3 separate regions of the Drosophila melanogaster genome follow, and all the other regions are linked to region 3. A link is a contact called in public Hi-C data. All regions are on one chromosome and are shown on one strand. The core of a region is the stretch at or near the end of the contact, and the rest is flanking DNA. Distances in the headings are between cores, read along the strand shown.

What was found. Hi-C and Micro-C count contacts between places; a contact is called where the count stands out from the background.
Region 1: a contact with region 3 is called in a Hi-C map of the Kc167 cell line, with 3 times the contacts expected there. The contact joins the promoter of Ada2b here to the promoter of hyd in region 3. A contact is called at or near these places in 2 of 107 Hi-C or Micro-C datasets (the Kc167 cell line and wing imaginal disc).
Region 2: a contact with region 3 is called in a Hi-C map of the Kc167 cell line, with 2.2 times the contacts expected there. The contact joins the promoter of Sptz here to the promoter of hyd in region 3. A contact is called at or near these places in 2 of 107 Hi-C or Micro-C datasets (the Kc167 cell line and wing imaginal disc).

What each region holds. Positions count from the first base shown.
Region 1 is chr3R:8,239,082-8,242,071 of dm6, forward strand. Ada2b (transcriptional Adaptor 2b) reads right to left here and starts at 1,434. Exons shown (of 4, transcript NM_001275438.1): 1 at 1,229-1,434; 2 at 1-525. The coding sequence starts at 1,342. CG9636 reads right to left here. Exons shown (of 4, transcript NM_141517.4): 4 at 1,666-2,990.
Region 2 is chr3R:11,420,377-11,423,472 of dm6, forward strand. Sptz (Spastizin) reads left to right here and starts at 1,716. Exons shown (of 8, transcript NM_169389.3): 1 at 1,716-2,093; 2 at 2,148-3,096. The coding sequence starts at 2,019. ninaG (ninaG,) reads right to left here and starts at 1,317. Exons shown (of 6, transcript NM_141813.2): 1 at 1,266-1,317; 2 at 1,079-1,213; 3 at 1-999. The coding sequence starts at 1,284.
Region 3 is chr3R:9,724,223-9,727,520 of dm6, forward strand. It overlaps hyd (hyperplastic discs), which reads right to left and starts at 1,393. Exons shown (of 19, transcript NM_079572.4): 1 at 1,242-1,393; 2 at 258-455; 3 at 1-194. The coding sequence starts at 1,303. It overlaps FoxP (Forkhead box P), which reads right to left. Exons shown (of 7, transcript NM_001260082.3): 7 at 1,798-2,791. The coding sequence ends at 2,348.

The DNA.
Region 1 (2,990 bases), core at 184-2,683, 1.5 Mb before region 3:
GTCAACGTGGGCCAGCTTAAGCATCACATCCACCTCCGTATCCTCGGAGCTTAATGAGATGTTCGAGATCAGTTGCTCTGCCGTGGGATCGTACTCCCGCTCAAAGCTGTCCCTGTTGGGCATGTAGCCCAGCTGCATGGCCTCATCGGAGTTGATTTCCAGTGGAGGCAAGGTAGAGAGAGCATTGGTGCCCAGAGGACCAGCGTCGTCGTCTCCAGTGTGATCGATAAGGCGGGGTCTCTGGCTCTGGGCCGGCGTCCAAGTGGCCCTTCCAATCGTGCCATTTACAAACTTATTCACGTACTCCTCTTTGGCATCCTCCGCTGACTTCGTCTCAATGTGCTTGCTAATGTCCTCCCAGTTTCCAAAGCCGTACTGCTCGATTGCATCCAACAGGCGGATTTCCTCTCGTGCCGTCCACGCCCCCTTTCCACGAAATACACTCAATATGGAAGTGCCGGTGTCCATGAACTGGTAGGAGTGGTTGTTTTGATGGGCGCCGATCTCCGCACCTGCGGCAAAGCACTGCGCAAAAAATAAACAATACAATATAAATACAGAGTCAGCTGTTTTTTAATCAATATGGTGAAATTGCCGGTTGTGTGTATGTATTATTTGAATGTCTAGATGAGTCAGTTTTTGGTTCCAAATTGGCGACGCATCTCTAGATTGTACGAGTGTGGGTGTAACAGGGTGGGTCGATTATGTTGACAAAGAAAACGTGTAAATAGTTCCTCGATAAAAATAATTTGATTAGGAAATTAAAACAGAAACATATTTCATATTCCCTAAATTTACGCTTTGTCAGGCCTTTTTTTAATACAAGATTCAGACACTTATTTTGACATTTTTTTCTTTTTAATTTATGGCATTTAACTAAATAAAAATGACACTGCTAATTCGTAAGGAAGTAATTTTTAATTAAATTAACTACGATAGTCTACCTATTTACCAAAATCAATAAACAAATTTCCTTTAAATTAACAAAAAGTTAAAGCAAATATTTTTCTTGTCAAGATCTGGGTGACGTTAATTTAGAGGATTGAGGCCATATGGCCATTAGTTTGACCATCCAAAGAGGGTGATTCAAGAATATTTTGTTAAAATAACTGATTTTTATTATTTACAAATCTATATACAAGTATCTAGAACCTCAAAAAGAGCGAACCACCCTACTGCAACATGTATACGTGCGTCGCTCGACGGCGTGTATGTGTGAGTTACTTACTTGCAGACACAAATCGAAGTTTTCGCACTCCGCGCAGTGCACTCGAATGCCCTGAATATCATCCTGGCAATTTGTGCAATTATACTTTGTGAATAAATCCGCGATTGTGGTCATTTTGGGCCAAAACCTGGATTTTCACGACAATTATGAGTTGTGCGAAAAAAACCTATGCCAGTAATGTGACCAGACGCGAAGTCAACGCCATATTGCTCTACTGAGAATTCTTATATGTACGGCCAACGAACCGAACCAGTTCATCGGAACAGTGCCGCCTATATAGCTAGTCTTAAAGCCTTTTTAGCTAATTTTCATAATTCTGTTGAATCTCTGAATTATAGTTAATTTCTAAATTATACTACTTACCAAAAGTACCAACACATTAAATATAGAATACAAATTTCAAACATTAGGCACATGTTCAAAACTCTAATGTTTATGCGTTAAATATTGATAGTAGTTTATTTAATTATTTTAAAAGTTTAATTCGAGTGTTTTGCCTTTTTTAAATTATCACAAAAAATAATATTAATATATATAAAATAAAACTAAAATAAAAGAAGTGCATATCAAACCAAAACAAGGTAAACATAAATACGAATATGTGATGGTTGAAACATTTGTAGCGTGGTGCTGAATAAAAATATAAAAAACTCATGTGCTTAAATGCAGTTCGATACGTAAATTTAAGCGGTGGTCAGGATTAAAAACTTAAGCTAAATTCTGAGTTACAAAAAAAATATAAAATGGGTAAATATCTTTTGTTTCAAACAAAAAGTGTAAAAGTAATAACTGCCGAAAAATATTTCGGTTGCTTACATCTAACATGAATAGGGCGTGGGACTGCCGAGATATTGTAGGTTACAATCATTACAATCATTGGGAAGGATTTGGGGTAGGCTACGCTGTATAAATAGTTGATTATTCGATTAGTTCATATGGTGAATACGTTTATATTATTGTTAGTATTGCTGTCTTACACCGAGCAGTAGCCGAATTGTTATGGGTTCCAGATATCTCAGTGGGCGGTGAGGACTAGTTTGTGTTGCATGTGGCTTTGGTGGCATTGTTGCTAGTTTACTCTTGCTAGTTAGCTTGGACCAGAGAAAAACAAAACGAGTTACACGATACAAAATGGGTTAACAGATCTTAAACAGATATGGCAAGTTACTTGTGCAGCTGCGCTTTTCAAAAACACGCACACGGCCAACAAAATTTATCAATTCGAGTACCTAAAAACGTCTAAATAAGTCTATTTGAGCGCCAAATTCGGTTTTGGTGTCGCACCTGCGTCTGATCCTAGGGACTGAAGTATGTTTAACAATACTGTTCGAGGACATTCAAGAGTTTGAGATTCACGATTTTCACAGATACGGTTCGATTTGAATTCGCTTGCGTAAGGAACTAAGGAAAAGTCACAGCGCAGGCGCGACCCCAGTCGTCATAATTGACGACTGGCAACGGAAACAGATCCATGTCCAGATCCGTCTGAACCGCCTGCTCCCAGCATCGAGACTCATAAGCAGGCGGCCGCGATGGATGGGCTCTCAAAATTTGCATAAGCGAGTAGTCCTAAAGCATAACTATCAACTAATTTGGTATGTAAAGTCTTTGTGTCTTTGTCATGGGCATTGGCGCGATGAGGGCTCAAGGTCCTGTGGCAATGGCCAACTAGCAACAGTATGACCAACATGCCGGCAGATGCCACAAACTCTGCACCATACTCACTCGGATATGGGAACCGATTCGCTGTGCTCGGTGTCTC
Region 2 (3,096 bases), core at 466-2,965, 1.7 Mb after region 3:
AGGGCGGGGCTCCCAATCCTCCATAGCTGACTACATTTCCCAGCACTCCAAAGTTCCCCAAGGGTCCCGAACCAGAGCTCAGGTAGTTGATCAAGGTCATGGGATTCAAGAGAGTGTTCTGGTTTAGTGTGGGTCCAGTGACTCCCATCGATACGAAAAGCGGAAGATTAAAGTGGTCGTGCAGGTTGTGGCCCACCAAAGGCAAGCTATGCTGAGCGGGAATACCAAGTTTCTTCAGGGCGGACACGTCTCCAATTCCAGATGCCATCAGGAGCTGAGGAGTTTGGTAAGCGCCAGCGCAGAGGATTAGCTCTCTTCTTACCTCGATGCTAAATTCTTTCTCCCTGTTCTCCTCGTCCTTAATCCCCACGAGAATCGAGGTGGCTTGGAGGAACGGACTTGGGGCAAGTTGAATCCGTTTCACCAAAGCATCCGGCAGCAGGCGCAGATTGGAGTGATGTATGACCGGGTTAAGGAACTGCTGTACCACCGAATGACGCAAACCATTCCTAATATTATACAATGAGCGTCTAAAGATCCAATCCTTGTAGGCAAACTGCGCCTGCGCTTCCTCCAAAGCTTCAGTTAATTTGGAGTAGCGACGGGGAATTTCGAGCATGTCTGGGTTCTTGGGCTTGGCGGCAGCCATAAAAGATCTCATTTGGGCCCAGCTCCAATCGCTAAGATTGTGGTGATCCCGCCAGGAATCAAAATCCGGTCCATGACCATCGAAGTGCAGCATGTAGTTCAGATTGGCGGATCCACCCAGTCCTTTGCCCCTCGGGAGGCACTGCCTTCGTTCAATGAGACCTCTGGAGGAGTGTTTCTGTGGCACAGAAAGGAACGACCAGTCATTGATGCCCTTCTGCTGAAAGGTGGTCAGCAAGGGAATCCGACTCAGGAGGCCAAACTGACCACCTGCCTCGATGAGAAGAACACTCCCATTGCTGTTTTTGGCCAGTAGCGAGGTAAGTGTGCTGCCTCCAGTTCCACCACCCACTGGATGGTATCAGTTCATATAGTATAGTATATGTACATATATAGTAATGTTACTTCCTTATGCACATCAACCACTCACCAATCACGTAGTCAAATGCAAAGTGCCGCTCCACTGGTGCCAAGACATTGGGTACGGAGTTCTTAAGCAGCGTGCCGGCCAGGACAACGATGATGGAGAGGAATCCTATTACAATACCAGCCAAAACCAGGATCTCTGCAAGGAAAAACCCTCAAGATGCAGTTGTTTACAGCACCAGGAAGCTTACTTTGGAATTTCATGCCCATGCTGTTCCCTGCGATGACGAAATCGGACTAGTTAGCATATGAGAACCGACTACCGTGGACTTGGTCTAATCCAATTAAAGAATTCATGGGGTGAGATTTGGTTGGGCGCCAAGTTTGAATTTCAGTGCACGTCGGATAGAGATGAGCTGTTGGCGAAAGATGGGCGCTTAGTGATGCGTCACCTTGAATGGAAAAATTAGGAAAAAAAAATATTGATTTTATTTGTTTTTAATTTTGTTTTTAACATACTTACACGAAAACTTAATTTGTTAAGAGAAACTATTCAGCTATTCCACACCAGCTATTCTAGCTCTTTTCCCTCCAAATCGCATGAACTGCACTTCGACTTGCAGATTGCTATCGATTTGTTCTCATCACTGGCAAGGCAACCGTTCGCCACCTAAATTCTTTGTTTTTGCAGTCGGCTGCTCCGAAGATCGACGGAGTCGGATTATTTGATCGACTCCAAGCTCTGCGAGATAATATGTGGGCCTCCCTTATCACTCGCCAGTGGAAGCCGAAGCCTGAAGCCAGAACAGCTGCTAGTCGGTCAGCAGTGGAAACAAAAGGCGAGCTGTAACACAATAGATCCCGATAATCAGCAGTGGAAGATCACTTGGCGGAGAGCCCCAATTCAGAACAGAGCAGTCTGAACAATGAACTAGCATTAGTACCAGTGAATCAGCAGAGATTAGAAGAACGTTGCACTCCCGAGGAGCCACAGGTGTCCCACAATGGAGGACCAGCAGGAGGAGAATATGCAGCAGCTGCTAAACTTGTTGCCCAAGGATCAGCGGCAGATCTTTGAGGTAAGCTAAGGTAACCAACAAATATCCATATACTAAGATATGCATTTTTTACAGATCTTTATCCAGTGGCTCAATGGCAAGTCCTCCGGGCCCATTCAATTGCACCAGAACGCCCTGCTAACCGTGCTTCAGGCGTCGCCCTATCCCGCCCTGCAACTGCTACAGTTGCTCCACGAACGGTCCAAACTGCACATTGGACAAATAATTTCCACCTTGCTTCGACAGCTGCTAGATGGCGATGTCGCATCGCCGCGTTCCCTTTGTGTGCTGGCCAATTTTCCGGCAAGCGTTTTGGAGGCCTCTACACTTCGTCAGAAATTGATGACTCGTCTAGTGGTTGATTCCATAACCAGTGAACACTTAATGCTGACCATGTTGGCGCGCAGCGATGGACAACTCCTGGATGATCTGTTGCATGAGCAGCAACTGACCATGCGGGCGCAGTGTAGTGAGGCGGCGCCCACTAAACTTTTGGTCCTGTGGCTGGCTCTCAACGAAAGGGAGCACTTTGTAGCCAGCGTGTGCCAACATCTCAAGGACTTTAAGTGCTTTCAGGATGTCACGTTGAGGAATAACCTGCTTATCCTTCGACTCGCCAATGAGTTTGCTCTGGGCTCGCAAACTTTGGAAGAGCTGGGATGCCTGGAAAAATTGCTAGCGGAATTCGATGTCAGCGCTGTGCCTGAGAAATTGCAGGAAGTTCACGGGTTTTTCTATGCTGACTTTCAACGCCTGTCCACTTTGCTTAATTTCTTGCGTCCGCGGGAGATAAGCAAAACGCTAAGAGTTGATGCACTTCTGCGGGCGCCAGGCGTTCTGCCCTTGATCCATGAAAATGGTATTCATTTCAAGCACCAAGAGCTACACCGTTTGATTGAAGATACTTACAAATGGCAGCAGCTGACCCCTGCACTAAAGTGTCACCACCAGGAGGAGGTGGAGATTCTGAGCTACTACACCGCTCTCTGTCATGTGTACGATGTGGTCCTCGACCAAGGCGAAC
Region 3 (3,298 bases), core at 143-2,642:
CCGGAACTGTTACTAAGGGTCGGCTCGATGTACTGCCTCCAATGATGACCCCTGTGCTACGAGATCCGGACCCCTGTCCGGTGGAATTGGAGCGACCTGTTGCGCGCAGCAGGCGTGCTCTTGAGCGGGCCATCGGTCGGGATGAGGATGGGGCTTTCGAAGCACTGGCCGTTCCGCTGCCACCACTGGTGGAACTATAAATAAACATCAATCAACAAACATTCGAATCTATGTAACTGGTACACCATTAAGCTTACCATTTTGCGTCTGATTTGGTCAAGTCAAGTTTCTCAGAATTTATAGAAAAGGACACGCGGAATGCCTTGCCATCCTCCAGTAAAACTCCAATGTGCGCGGGACCAATGACGACTTCCTTCACTGGAATTTTCAACTGTTCGAATATGCGATGGCTGCCATAACCAAATCGGTTCACCTTATCCGACACTTCACGAATCCTAAAATGGGAGAAAATGTATTAAGAATACGAGCAAGTCGATGCATGTTCTAAATCTCCTAAGCGTAGGGTGCATTTTATGGATGATTTCTGGCCTTGCCAGACTTTTTATGATTGACGACTGGAAAATTTAAAGCTTCTAAGAAAAGTGCACATCACCAAGGAAGAAAAAGAGCCGGTGTTACGATTATTTGGCGTTTAAAGGTTTTGGGTTATGGAAAACGCTGAACGATTTCATGCCATGTGCTGAAAGAGCGACATTCGGCGAAATATAATGTACAAATCAAGCATGTGAAAACATGTTTGTAACATTGTACATTTTAGTCGGAAGCATGGACTTCTGCAAGCTTCTTTCGAGAAGCTTATAATATAAACATTTCAATAGTTTGCTCAGCACAAATAGTTAAATATGAACAAATTAATCAGCATGTATGCACATGCACTCACACATGCTACCGTTCACATGTCGCACACATTCGCACACACACACATATGCGAATGGTTAGAGAATTAATTGTGGATGAAAAGTGGGAAACGCAAGTGCATTTCGCAAATTCTGCGGCTAATGTTTACAGAACCGCGTGGACGGCACTAGATGAGGTAAGTCCGCCAGTGTCTGTGGCTCGCGTTTTACGTTAATGATCATATGTACATATCTTCCTGCGTATACATATAGCTGCGTACCTACATATTTTCACATAACAAATACATGCAGCCGTACGTACACAATTACACGGAATTCCGCGTTCACATGTGCGTAATTGCGGTACGCGAGGATTATATTTACCTTTCAATAAACTGATCGTCCGAGCCCGGTAGCGGTTGCAAAACAAATTGCATGGAAACCATTTTAATTTTTCAACTATTCATGTACACAGTGTCCTCGTTGAATTTTCATGTCACAAAACGTTGAGAGACTTTCAGAGTGACCGTACTGGCTAGAGCTGGGACGAAAACCGATGCCGCCCGACTGTATCGATGGTTGCCGGAAAATTCGACGGTATCGATACATTCTCCAAACAAATTTATTGGTAAACAAAAACTTTACTTTCAAATTAAATTGACATTGACTACAATATGTGTACTTAGGCTGTATATATTTTATTAAATTTAAGATACAGAAGTTCACGAATGCGTCCATTCTTATCGGTTGTTTTTCCTTAAATAGTGGCAGTCCAAAAAATCTCCAATAGAATATACTAAAATATACTAAAGACCGCTTTAAAATAATGAATTGGTAGAAAACTTTGATTGACAAACTTTTGAGAAGCCGATTTAACCGCTTTTACGTCGCGTAAACCGTTTGCTTAGGAACTAGAAATAAAATTCAGTTTGTTCACTTTGTTGTATATTTGAGGAATTTATTTAGGTCACTGAGTATCGTTAATGATCTTAAATTAGAAGGAAATTAGATAAGTCAGCAGAAAAGCATATACGTTTACTAAGGAGTTTCCAAATCTAAAGCTCTCAAGGGTCCAGATTTTTAACAGAAGGTATACCTGAAAATAGTTTCCTTAAAAAAAAATCATATTGTGACTTTTAAAACAGTTTTGTTAAAATTTTATCAAGCTATAGCTTTTAAATGTTTTCTCCCTTGCTGAAAAGTGAAAATATTCATATATGTTGTACTCGTATATTAAAATCGTGTTATAAGTGGAGTTATTAAAGCAAGTTTAAACACATTAATTTTGCTTTAATAATTTAACGTAGTTCTTTCGTTTATTTTATAGCATTAGTGAAATTTATTTTAAAAGTATTTTTTCATTTCTATTTGGGAAATTATACATAGAACCATGTGTATGTACAGATATAATTTCCGAATCCGAACCTTCTTACCAAACGCAGATTACTCGACAATGCATCTAAATATATGTATAGTTAATGATATATTATTTATCGATTGTGCTCATTGGCACTACTCTCGTACATATTAGTAGAATATTCATCGATTGTCAAGTGGCTGTTACTTTCGATCATACCCGAGTCCATATTGCTATAGTCCTTGGACGCTTTACTTAAACCATCACTACCGCAATAGGGAAGACAACCAATTCTGCCTAAATCATTTGGATTATTGGAATCTAGAGGATTATCAGCACCCGGTGGCAAACTAGTGCAATGTTGCGTACAATTGTCGCAGGGATTCTTATCAGTGGGCACACCATTGCCGGATTGGCATGAATTTGGGGAGGAGGACGGTTCATATTTCCGGGGTCTCCCTCTCGACAAGTGCCGCCTTTTGACAAACTCATTATCGTCGACCATCCAAAACGAGCCAAAGTCATCTTCATAACGTACAAAGCACTTGTGTAAGGAAAGGTTCGTACGAATCGCATTCTTTATGATTGGTTGGACAAAACAAGAGCCCCATCAAGAGTCAGAAACAGGAAATTGCATTATCGTGAAAGGAAGAAAAAGTTCATTGAGATATTAAGGTTAGTTCATTTGTCTTCGGTCTTCTTATTTTCATTTTTCATAACACGCGAAATCCTGGATAATCTTCATCAGCTAAATTCCAGACAGACAGACAGACAGATCGATGAGCAGACGGACATCATTTTGGGTTTCTACCACTAAGAGATTAGAATCACTGTTTACAATTTGCGCTGTAAAAAGATCGTATAATGTCATATTATATCATTTCGATATAGGAGCATGCATGCAATGGCATATGTATATTTACTAACAGAGCAAAACGGAAGGAGTTTGGAGCAAAGTGAGTAGAATTAAACTATTTGAGACCCACATACCCAATGTTCATGGCTACAAAATAGTTAGTGTCCGGCGAATTGGTAGCACCGGTTAGATTGTTACCAATGCCAGCAGTGCGCTGCGGTCGTCTTT